3 separate regions of the Gossypium hirsutum genome follow, and all the other regions are linked to region 1. The links are chromatin contacts, called in public Hi-C maps. All regions are on one chromosome and are shown on one strand. The core of a region is the stretch at or near the end of the contact, and the rest is flanking DNA. Distances in the headings are between cores, read along the strand shown.

The links. A called contact is a pair of places that touch in the nucleus more often than the background predicts.
Region 2: a contact with region 1 is called in a Hi-C map of leaf, with 5 times the contacts expected there. The contact joins the promoter of LOC107931735 here to the promoter of LOC121204635 in region 1. A contact is called at or near these places in 3 of 34 Hi-C or Micro-C datasets (callus and leaf).
Region 3: a contact with region 1 is called in a Hi-C map of leaf, with 2.5 times the contacts expected there. The contact joins the promoter of LOC107905653 here to the promoter of LOC121204635 in region 1. A contact is called at or near these places in 4 of 34 Hi-C or Micro-C datasets (all in leaf).

The regions. Positions count from the first base shown.
Region 1 is chrA08:115,301,112-115,304,891 of Gossypium_hirsutum_v2.1, forward strand. It overlaps LOC121204635 (NADH dehydrogenase [ubiquinone] 1 beta subcomplex subunit 8, mitochondrial), which reads right to left and starts at 1,590. Exons shown (of 4, transcript XM_041074864.1): 1 at 1,203-1,590; 2 at 1,015-1,101; 3 at 794-889. The coding sequence starts at 1,340.
Region 2 is chrA08:115,503,949-115,507,728 of Gossypium_hirsutum_v2.1, forward strand. LOC107931735 reads right to left here and starts at 1,751. Exons shown (of 4, transcript XM_016863669.2): 1 at 1,292-1,751; 2 at 1,012-1,192; 3 at 558-613; 4 at 1-173. The coding sequence starts at 1,408. The coding sequence ends at 9. It overlaps LOC107931702 (ubiquitin-conjugating enzyme E2-23 kDa), which reads left to right and starts at 2,853. Exons shown (of 3, transcript XR_001693293.2): 1 at 2,853-3,087; 2 at 3,289-3,373.
Region 3 is chrA08:115,150,121-115,153,900 of Gossypium_hirsutum_v2.1, forward strand. It overlaps LOC107905653 (probable WRKY transcription factor 15), which reads left to right and starts at 1,934. Exons shown (of 3, transcript NM_001326959.1): 1 at 1,934-2,540; 2 at 2,641-2,766. The coding sequence starts at 1,942. It overlaps LOC107905654, which reads left to right. Exons shown (of 5, transcript XM_016832351.2): 5 at 1-421. The coding sequence ends at 319.

The DNA.
Region 1 (3,780 bases), core at 340-2,839:
CCCCCAATGGAAGGGATTTCCTCAACAATTCAACACATCTAACAGGGGAAATGCATTTCTGAAAATATTTCTAAGTTCATCAGAGAATCAAGCAAGGGAAAACCAAAGACAAGGGCTTTCTATCATGAACCTTTGCAAAATTCATCCTCTCAACCATAATCATTGTTGAGAAAACAGGCTAGAGTCCTCTAGCATGAAATATCTTCCATCCTAAAGCAGGTAGTTCACATATCCCCCTATTCTGGGATAATGACTCACTCGAGCTTGAAGTTCAAAATTTCTCAGCTTAAAACATGAGTGACATTATGGTACCTTTTGATTCGGTCACTATCCTACATTCCTATTTTCCCAATTTCAAACATATCCAAAACACCACTAAGCTACAAATATTAATATTACATGAACACGTTAAAAAAACTATAAGGTAGCATTTGGGGTCTCGGGTTTCAAACTTTGGATTTGAATTTCGAGAATAGTGCAAATTGAGTGATAATACACATACAAATATATTACTCATGATTGTTTCTCAAATCCCTGGATTTGTTGGATGCCTAGTAGTGAATTTGAAATTCCCAAGGAATTTAACAAATTCATGCTTTTTATACTTTCCAAAAACGCATTATATTGAAATTCATCTAATTTATTCATAATATATACAATTCATTCTCACAATTTATATAGCAAATGAAATCCAAATCCAAGAGTTTCAATTTCATATTCCCAAATGCAGCATAAAGAAAATTGAATTGAACTAAGGCAAAGTCAACTAATCAAGTCAGAGATTTGAACTCACGAATGGAATCTTGGAGGCCTTATCATTCCACCAAGCCAAAAATCCCAACGATGCAAAGAAGCTCAAGCCTCCACACATCCAAGCTAATGCCTCATACTACTCCCAGAAAAATGAAACATAGGAACAAGAACAGAGAAAAAAAAGAGAGTAATTTCTTCAAATAATCCAAAATCCCACTACCATAAAACACAAATGAACATTTAAATAGAGAACTTACTTACCTTTCCGACGGTATCAGCGATTCGATCAATACAAGGTTCTGGAAATGCAGTTCCATTGTCCCAAATTAGCTCGTCATTTACAGGAAGCTGAAAGGTTCCAGCAGGAGTAAAATTGTAGGGTTTTGGGTTAGTCTTTTTAATGATTTTCACTGAATAGATCTGAAGAATTATGAAGTGATTGAGCTTACGGGCTTGTCGGGAACGATATGTTTGCCGACAGGGAGACCCATACCGGAACGGAGTCGAAAAGAAGAGGCGACGGAGCGCGATACGACGCCAGTTCCGCCCATTATACGTGACGCTACGTTGCTCAATCTTCCTGCCATTTCTTTTCTCCTCGGAACTTTCTGCAGAACCAAACTCTGGTTTCTGTATTAATATTTAGCTATGACTAATTCCAATGGGCCATTTGCCCACGATAGGGATAGATAAATGATATTCAAACGATAAACAAAACGTAATAGATTCGAAGCCGAAGCCCATCAATATGGACCTATGGAAACCTTTTTAGTGTCAAAATTGTGATATTTTAATATATTCTACTTGTTCAAATATCAGGTTTTAGGTTTGATTTTCACATTACATAAACTGTTCTGTTTCTAAATATATTCTAGTCGTCCAAATTTATTTTGATTCAAACCCAAATATATTCTAGATATTTGGAGCTGTGAGTCTATTTGTACTCATAATTTTTTAAGTACATATTACAAATTGAGGGGAAAACACGACAATAGATTTTAAACTTTAGTCTTTTGACGGTGAACAAAGGACTTAATCACTATTCGTTAACGCTTTAAAAATTTTAAATATATTTTTTTCAAAAATTTAGTTTAAGATAAATATTTAACTTGACTTTGAAATTAAGCCTCTTTCGTCCCAAGGTCCTCCAACACTTAACCTCGACCTTAGATCTTGCAAGCTTCTATTATCACCCAAAGTTTCCCTTTATCTTGAAACCACATACAAATGTATTTAAATTCCTTCAACCCTGAGGGGTTTAAAGAGTCCATAACCTCTTTAAGGTCCTCATATAAACCTTAGATCTTGCAAGCTTCTATTATCACCCAAAGTTTCCCTTTATCTTGAAACCACATACAAATGTATTTAAATTCCTTCAACCCTGAGGGGTTTAAAGAGTCCATAACCTCTTTAAGGTCCTCATATAATCCATCGGTGCCTAAGACGTCAATCCCTTAAAGTTTTTATATCTCTTCATTTTTATTAACCTCGTAGTTATAGCTCCCTAAGAGGAGTTTGAGGAGTTCATGTGGCACATCCATGATTGTCCCTTGCATTTCATAGACTCGTCATCATAAGATACCCCAAGTAGCAACGATCTTTTCCTCCAAAAAGTTTGAATTCCCCACTCAGGCTCCCTTTATGATCACCTTGGTACTTGACACACTGGTTCTTAAGACCTTCGTAATCTTTCCCCCAATTTACTCAAAGGTTTCAATCCTCAAAAACCAATAGGAGTCTAAGGAGCATACAAGCCACCTATAGAGTCCCATCGATACAAGAAAAGATGTGAGTGTAGGGGTATGATGAGCAAATGCTTATATATTTTAAGTCTTAATTCCCTCACATTTGCATTGTTCTTAATTAATTTTTAGTTAGTTTTGTATAAATAGGTCCATTTTTCCATTAGCTATTGAAAAAAATTAGTTTTAAGTTATTCTTAATGTTTTTGTGTTCTTGAGTTACAAAGCTTTTCCAAAGTCTTCTTGTAGACATTGGATTGAGTTCAAGAGAAAAAAAAGCATATTCGAAAGAGGTGGAAAAAGGAAAAAGCTGGAAAATGCAAAAAGTCTGAATCTATTTGCAAATAATTCACTTTACATAAACACAAAAAGTAAGAATATATTCTACTTTTCGTCAGTACTCGAGTTTCAAATTTGTGATATTTATTAAATTAATTAAGCTTTTGGTCTTTTCCGCTCTAGCTTGAGATCTTGCCTTAGAAAAGCCTTGTAAATGGTAGAAGCATGTTGGATTCCTTAGGTTGCCTTAAACTTTTGATTACGTTTTCTTAGGTTAGAAAGTATAGAAAGTTTGGAGAGTTTGGTTTAGTAGTTTTTATTTGTTTTTAGTTTTGTAATAATTTGTTTTTACTTTAAACTTTTAATTTTCTTGTAAATTACAATAACTCTTTTGGAGATTCTTTATTATTAAGTTGTCTTAATTTGACGTAATTCTTTGGTTGTGATACCTCATTTTAATATCTTTTATGTTGTTTTCCAATTTAAAATGAGCAAAATTATTTATGCGGATGGGAAATCCTTATGTTAGTGGCTTAGTAATTGAAATAGGATTAAAACTTAAGAATAAGACAACAATTTAATTCTATAATTTGTGCTCATGTATTAATTCTAGTTGACTACTATGTTGATATAATTCCTAAAGAGACAGTGAGGTTGTGAGAACTCCTCTACTCTACTTTAGTGATCTAATAAGAAATTACCCAAAAATATTTTTAGGAAAAACAACCAACTGGGGACCATATTGCATTGTTGGAAAAATTGGTTATTGTGCAACAAAACTTGAACTTTTTTTAAAAAAACTGGATCTTTAGTTGTGATATCTGTTGGAATATTTTCAAATATTTATAGTATCCCAATAACTATAAATGAATGGGTGTAATTAATCAAAAGATAAAACTTTTGGTCATTGGTCAAAAGTTATATCATTTGATTTTTTAAAAAAAGAATTATAACTATTCAAAAAAATATTATTTGAATAGTTACAAAATTAAATGAATAATTATTA
Region 2 (3,780 bases), core at 501-3,000, 200 kb after region 1:
AAGAGAGCCTAATTTTTTAATTTTTCATTATGAATAGGTGGTTTCCGATGCGGTTGTGCGTAATCCATTACATCAATGTCCCCCACATTATCCTTTTCCTTGGAATCGAGAGCTTCGTCAGCCCCAGCATCTGAATTTCCCAACATCGACCTTGCTCTTACTCTCTTCCATCCCTACATAATATCACGTATAAAAAAAAACAATGAATTTTCTCCAGGTTATGAACTTCTTTTTATCTCTTTCTAATTTTCCATGTCAAGAATCCGAAAAGACCAAACAACTTGAACTACTTCCTCTCAAATATTGTTTTGTTATTTTTCTTTTTTTCAAACTAATAATTTTTTTACTACAATTGCATGCAAAACAATACCCAAGCATGCACGTGAATACCATCTGATTTCTGTGTTCTGTCCTGACTTGCTGAAGAAGATGGGCCATTAGTAAGTACGTAGTCTTGGTCTTTTACCATAACCAGTACTGCACTTTAACAAACCTGAATCACTTACTGAATCTAGGTTCTAAAGATATGGTCTCTTTTTTTCTTTTTTTTTTTTTACCTCGACTGTTTCCTTGCTTTGCAAATCAACCCGAGAGGAACTCATAATTCCATATTCTGCATGCGAATATCAGCAAAATTCCAGCACCGTCAATAATATTTACATGAAACATGGTGTCTGAGGAAGATTAAATCTTAGTTTTGTACATGTACATATGTAACTATATTTATATCCCAATGACTGATTAGGATCAGATAAAGTTGTTTGTGATATTCTTTAGTAATCTTTATCAACGAATTATTGAGGTTTATCATTATGCGACAGAACAACAGATTTCCTGAGCCAACCAAGTTGTAGAAGTGTTGAAGAATAATAAATGGTGTAAAGCTTGAAGAAAGTTCAAATTTAGTTTAAATAATGATATCTTTTTTGAATTATTTGCATGTATATTTCCTGTTGAAAAGGCACATAAATTCCAAATAAAAAAGAGAATAATAATTAGTTTGAATATAACCTGAAATTGCATTTTGAACAGCTTCTTTCGCCAGAAAAGAGTCCGAAATTGTTTGCTTCATAGTTTTTGCACCAATTATTCTCCTTCCATGTGGCCTAACTTCTTGTAATTCTGGTATTTGTAGCTTCTTTGAGATTGAAGGCCCCATCTCTAACTTATGGCCTTTCAACTTATTGGCATCCTGTATCAAATTAATTAATAACTTAGTTATTACTAGACCAAGATTTTAACATAAAATTATTATAATCTATAAAGTCAATAATATCTTTTCTGCACTAACCTTGCTGGCAAGAAAATCGACATGATTGCCATTCTCTTCAGCAGAAAAACCAAGACGGTGAGCATTGCATGCATGCAAAGAAAAATAAAGGAGAAATAATATCGCAAGGGAAGACATGATTATGAAATTAGAGCTTAATTAGTTCTGACGAGAAACAGAGAAGATTTAAAAAAAAAAAAACGATATGCAGTTTGGGGATGCTACTGCAATGTTAAGTTTCTTTTCTTTTTCCAAGTATTTGTAATGATGGAAGCATCAAAGGAGCATTAAATGCAAGTTTTGTATTGAATTGAAATACGTTCTTTAAGAGAACATGCAGGTGTTCGGATGATGGATCCTGAAAACGAAATTGAAGATATTCGGGGGGGCCTCCCTTTGTCGCTTACACTTGAGTTTTTAATCAAAATTTGGGGCCCTAAAGTAAAGAATTATAGAGCAATACGGACGAGACATATGTAAGGTCTCAAAGATATTAACAAGGGAAGCTGGGAGATTTTATAGAAATATATACACTGTACGCATGTATATAATTTTATTTTTTTATTAAACCAACCATCTGGTTTGTGTATGTTGGAATTGCAAATATATTTAATTGGCTAATGAAATTGGAGGGGAAAAGTATGAGTTTCTTTTTTTGTCGGGGGATAGGTGATGATAGGTTTGTTAAGTATTATGAAACATGAAAAAATGGAAATTAAATATAATAGAATTTTTATAAAAAAAAACTGAAAGAAGAAAAGATTTGGAATTAGGATAAAGAAGTAAAATAAGGCAGCTACAACAGTAAATCAAGGTCCTACCCATGTGTTTCTGCTGAGGAAGTCAACTTCTTGCCCCCTAATTTATATTGTAGAATTATTACTGCTTTGATTATTTGCTTTTGTTTGACCGTTTCAGTTTTTTTTTTAATAGAAAAAAAAATGGTTGCAAACGCTATAACTCGAGCCCTATTATTTAAGGACAGAACGACGAAAGCTAACTCTTTCATTCTTCTATGTTAATAAGAAATTGAATTGTTATTTAACCGGAGTCAATTAATATAAGAGAATTCCGAGATGGAGAATTTTGGTTGTTGAAATTAAGAGGGCAAAAATTAATATCAATTTACCATCGATTACGCTATTTAGGATTTTGTTTCAATCAATTCAACAAGTTTTATAAAAAAAAAAGGGAAAAGAGAAATTAATTGTGGTTGTGGGAGAGAAAACACATCTCTTTCTTTCAGGTTGAAAAGGTTCAAAGTTACCTCCACAATTTTTAAGTTTTTAGCGTGGGATCATCCAATAGTTTCAAGATCTTTCTTCTATTTTTTAACCATAACTGTAGATTTAACATGGATCCCATGAAACCCCACTTTAGATGTTATTGTGCATTTCATAATACAATGTATCACAATATATACAAATTATATAGATAGAGATGACGATTCATTTTATAATACCACATATTATATAATAAGTATATAAATTCCATAAACCATATTAATAGCTTTTTATGCATCTATTCATCCATAACACATACATCATGTTTGGTTGGGGGGCTTAAGAATAGATTCCAGCCCAATTCGGCGGGCCCATCACCAAACATTAGTTTGGTTGCTGTAATGCTATTACAGCCAGAATCTATTCAGGGCGTATTACAGGGAAAATGTTGAATAGCCATTCCGTTCCCTCACCACTGAATAGCCATTCGTTCCCATATGAAGTAAAAAGTTTTCCCCCTTTTCAATTTTTGCCCTCACCTCTAACAGAGAATGAAGCAACACTGGAACCATCATCTTCTCCCTCAGTTCACAGGTAACTTTCTTTTTTCCTCATCTCTATGTTTCCCTTTTTCCCTTTGATTGCAGAAAATACCTAGGTCAATCTATTCTTCGTTCCTTCTTTTTTTTTTCTTTACCTTTTAAACCAATAAAACCCTTTGGTTGCAGAGTTGCAACACTTTTTTTTAGCTTTTTCACTGCATTTTTGATTTCCCCTATATGAACTTTTTGGTAGTTAGAGTCATCAAAAAGGAATCAAGAGATATCGGAATGGGGAAATCTGGGACTTCGAGCACGAAGTGGTGGTGGCAGCGTCGACGGTAATTTCACTCCCTCCCTTTGAATTTTTTCTATTTATTGTTATTTTTAAGCTTAGGGTTCTCATCTTTATTTTTCTTAGTTGGAAGCCAAAGACAATAAACTTTTCATGCATTTAACAGAAATAGTTTCATATTCGAATAATTAAAGCACGAAGATTAACATTTGTGAAGAAAAAAAAACAAAGGCAGTATTTTGTTTTTATTGGCAGCATGATTATGTGAAAATGCTGAAGTTGTCTCTTCATTAGAAACTTCTAAAGAACTAGTGAAAAACAGGATTAGATAGTGCATGGAATGCATTTTGATATTTGATTGTGGTTACACGAATTATCATTCATTTGGGGATCATCTCCATGAAGATTTTCCCAGCTTGTAAAAGCATGTGTGTGTTGTCCTGCTTTAAGGTC
Region 3 (3,780 bases), core at 684-3,183, 150 kb before region 1:
GGAACAGGCAGAAACTGGTGCTGATGAATATTCTGTAACATCGAAGCCATTTGAAGTAAGTGATGGACAGACAAAAGATTTTGGTATCAAGTTGAGAAGAGGAAGAAGACTAAAGGATTTTCAAAAGGACATACTTCCGGGCCTCGCATCTCTTTCTAGACATGAAATTTGTGAAGATAAAAACATTCTTGAGGGAGTTTTAAGATCCAGGGAGTACAAGAAAATGAGAGCCAAGATGGCTATTGGAGAGAACTGGTGCACACCGGTGAGAAGTAGACAGTCAAGGCTCAATTATGTTGGAAGAAAAACTTTTAGATAATATTCTAGTTCACGTTGGAAACTTAATCAGATTTTTAACGTAAATGTATTGTGTAATCCAACATCTGTTAACTGCAAATGATCTTTTAACTATTTTCTGATATATGATTCGACCTTTCAATTGGTACTCATTTTCTTCAACTTATTTTAGCTATGCTTTTGAATGTGATTCAAGGGAGAAGGAACTTGAGTAGTAAACATCATATGTATGACCTGTGAGTGGAGGAGTGTTGTTCCTAGAAATTTAACTCATAATGGATTTTGTCAAGTGCCATGAAGTTCTGTACGAAGTGCCCAATTTTATATGGCTATTCCCACCAGCAGAATCCATATGATCAGCACTAGAATCTAATGATAGAGTCCATTTTAGTGGCCCCATGCACAATCTTGAGCATATCGGTGAGGGAATGATCCCAGAAATGAAATCTACGGCCTTGATTCATAGATAACAGCGTATTTATTAGAGGATCAGTCCATCATATCATTATTTTCTTTGACAAGAAAATTAGACAATGAAATAATGGAAGGAGTGGAAGCGAAGCCACTAAAGAACAACCTTTGGGAACAAGCATGCTTCAATCAGGGCCCCAATAAGAAAAAGGATAAATACCAATGGTTGAAGTCCCTTGAGTGAAAGTGACTTCTTCTAATATTTGATTAGTTGGCTGCTTTAGTGGGTTAGATTGATAGGCAACTCGAATAATGCCACATGCAGCCAAGATTTTTCACCTAAATCTTTGAATCTTTGTGTTGTATGTGTCATCCTTTGTAATTTCACACATCCCCACTAATATAATTCTATTTCATTAATCTATTAATACCAAAAGGTCAGGGATATCGTTATATATTTGTTTCTTTATCTTCATTGGCTGTCTCTAATATTATTCTAATCTATAAGGGTATCATCCTCTCAAGAAATTTAATATACTTGGTGTCGAATATATACCCATATCCATAATTCGTCTACGTCCTGGTAATATTGGCAAGCAGTGCACCTTTAAGGTTGGTTCTCGTCGAACTATATTTCTTTTTACTTTTTATCACTGAGTCTTTTTGAAGCAGAAAAATGATTACAACATTGATTAATACATAAAACCAGCAACTTGAACATGTATTTGCGTTCATTGTTGGGTCTGCTTTTTCAATTTTCTTATCTGTTTTCACCTTCATCCCTTTCTATCCGTCTTTATTATTAATTTGTTGCTAATTTTGAGACTATAATGGTTTATAGTGTGCATTGGTTGGCGTATTATCTAACCCAAGCCACCGTTGACTAAGAGGGCAGAGTGTTAGATGTGATCGGTTGAGCACTTCAAAAAAAAGTAAACTTTAATATGAACTTGGTTTTCTACATTTGGCTCATTCACTTAATACAAAACAGGGTTCATCTATTGGTTGTTTCTGGTGCATAGGTTTTATCAAAAACTTAGTTTAAATCTCTCTAGCCTATGTTATTTTTTTATAAAGTTGATCATTAAATTCTTTGGGGGTGAAAAGCCTTTTGCTTATTTGCTACATTTCAGGCTTTAACTGCTAGATTCAGATGCATTTCTTTCTTATTAGTGCATAAATGCAGTAGTAAATTGTAAAATTAGGACAGAAGCTTCAGGTGTTTGTGTGTCAATGAGCCCAAGATGGGATTTGAAAGTCCATGAAGTTGCTGAAAGCAGTTTCAGACGTGCCAATCACCTCTTTAGCTGCATTTGTGATGGAAGTCAAAAGAGAAGCAATCAAGAAATTAGCCTAATGGCTCAAGATACAGTAAATGGATTCAGGAAATTGCTTAGCCTCCTTGATGGATCAATGCAATCAGAGTGTAAAAGGATCAGGAAGGGTCCACTGCCGAAATCCCATAATGTAAATCCGGCTGAATTGATGGATAGCCCCAGTTTTGCATCCCAAAGTTCCATTTGCAAACCGAGTCAACCACATATTCTGGGACAATTTGTCTCTCCACAGTTTAATCAATCAAATACTGGTTTGATCCCCAGAAATGTGGTGGTTTTACCAAATTTGATCATGGGATTGCAGCATTCTTCAACACTACCAACCATGATGCCAATGTTTGACAAGAAGTTAATTCCATGGTCATCGTCAGAAATTGTGGTTCCTCAGGATGAGTCTTGTATGCTTCTTTCAAAGAGAAAGATTGGGGTGGGGAGTGAAGAAGCTAGTACAAAATGTGCAGCCTCAACCGGGGGATGTCACTGTTCAAAGAGAAGGTAAATCCTTATCATTGAAAGAGTAACATGGAACATTAATAATCTGATATAAAGGATGAATTTGATCAGTTCCTTTATTTCTTATTTTCTTTCCCTGCAGGAAACTGAGAATAAAGAAAACTATACGAGTCCCAGCTATAAGTAATAAACCATCTGATATACCACCAGATGATCACTCTTGGAGGAAATATGGACAAAAACCCATAAAAGGATCTCCATATCCTAGGTATGACATAGTATTGCTTTTTTCATATTCATCCCAAACTAGCTAGTTTATTAATTCAAGAGTCAAAATTCTAAATTGTTGGATATATGTTGAAGAATGGACTGAAATTGAAGCGAAAACAAGATAAAAATAAGCTAAGAATAATAATAAAATAATTACAACTTGACTAATCTTGGAACATGATTAATTCAACTTGCTTCTTTATTAGATGATTTCAGTCTAATCAGCAATCAAAATGTCTTATAAAAAATTATCACTCTTTCAGTGCAAGTTGACAAGTTAGCAACTTGCAAGGGTAAGGGCTCGCCTAACATAACTTGCACTATTGAATACTTCACAGCTTTAATGAGCTCGCACTATTACAGAACTCACAGTTTTGGGTGAGCCTGCAACTTTGTAGAGCTCGCACATTTGGTGAGTTCGTAGTCTTACAGTCTAAGTTTGTCAACGCATAGATAATCACTTCACAACATAAATCAACTCTTTTAGATTTGAGATTGTTGAGGGGTCAAATATTGTCTCCACTGGGGTTTTGTCTGAAAAACTAAAACCTTGGTCGGCCTAATCATAAAAATAAAAAATAAAAAATTGAAGAGTTTGCGTTAGAGGTTGCATGGGTCGGGCCGGGTTAAAACAAAAATTTTAAACCCGTTTTCTAGGCCAGGGTCCTGCCCGGCCCGAAATATGGGCCTAAAAATTTGTTCAAGCCCACCCGAAATAAAATTGTTAAGCCCGAGCCCGGCTCGGCCCGACTCATATTAATTTTTTTTAGCTTATTTCATTAAATAAAAAATTTTAAAATATATTAAATCAAATACATTTAAAAATATAAAAACAAGAAACAAATAAAAAATTAGAGAAACAATTCTTAAAACAATACACAAATTGAAAATATAATAAAAAGTGGTTATATTAAAATTGAAAATAAAATGTAAATATGATTAAAAATAAATAAATAAATAAATATATATTTAGTATATAATTCGGGTCGGGCCGGACCCTGGCTAAAAAAGT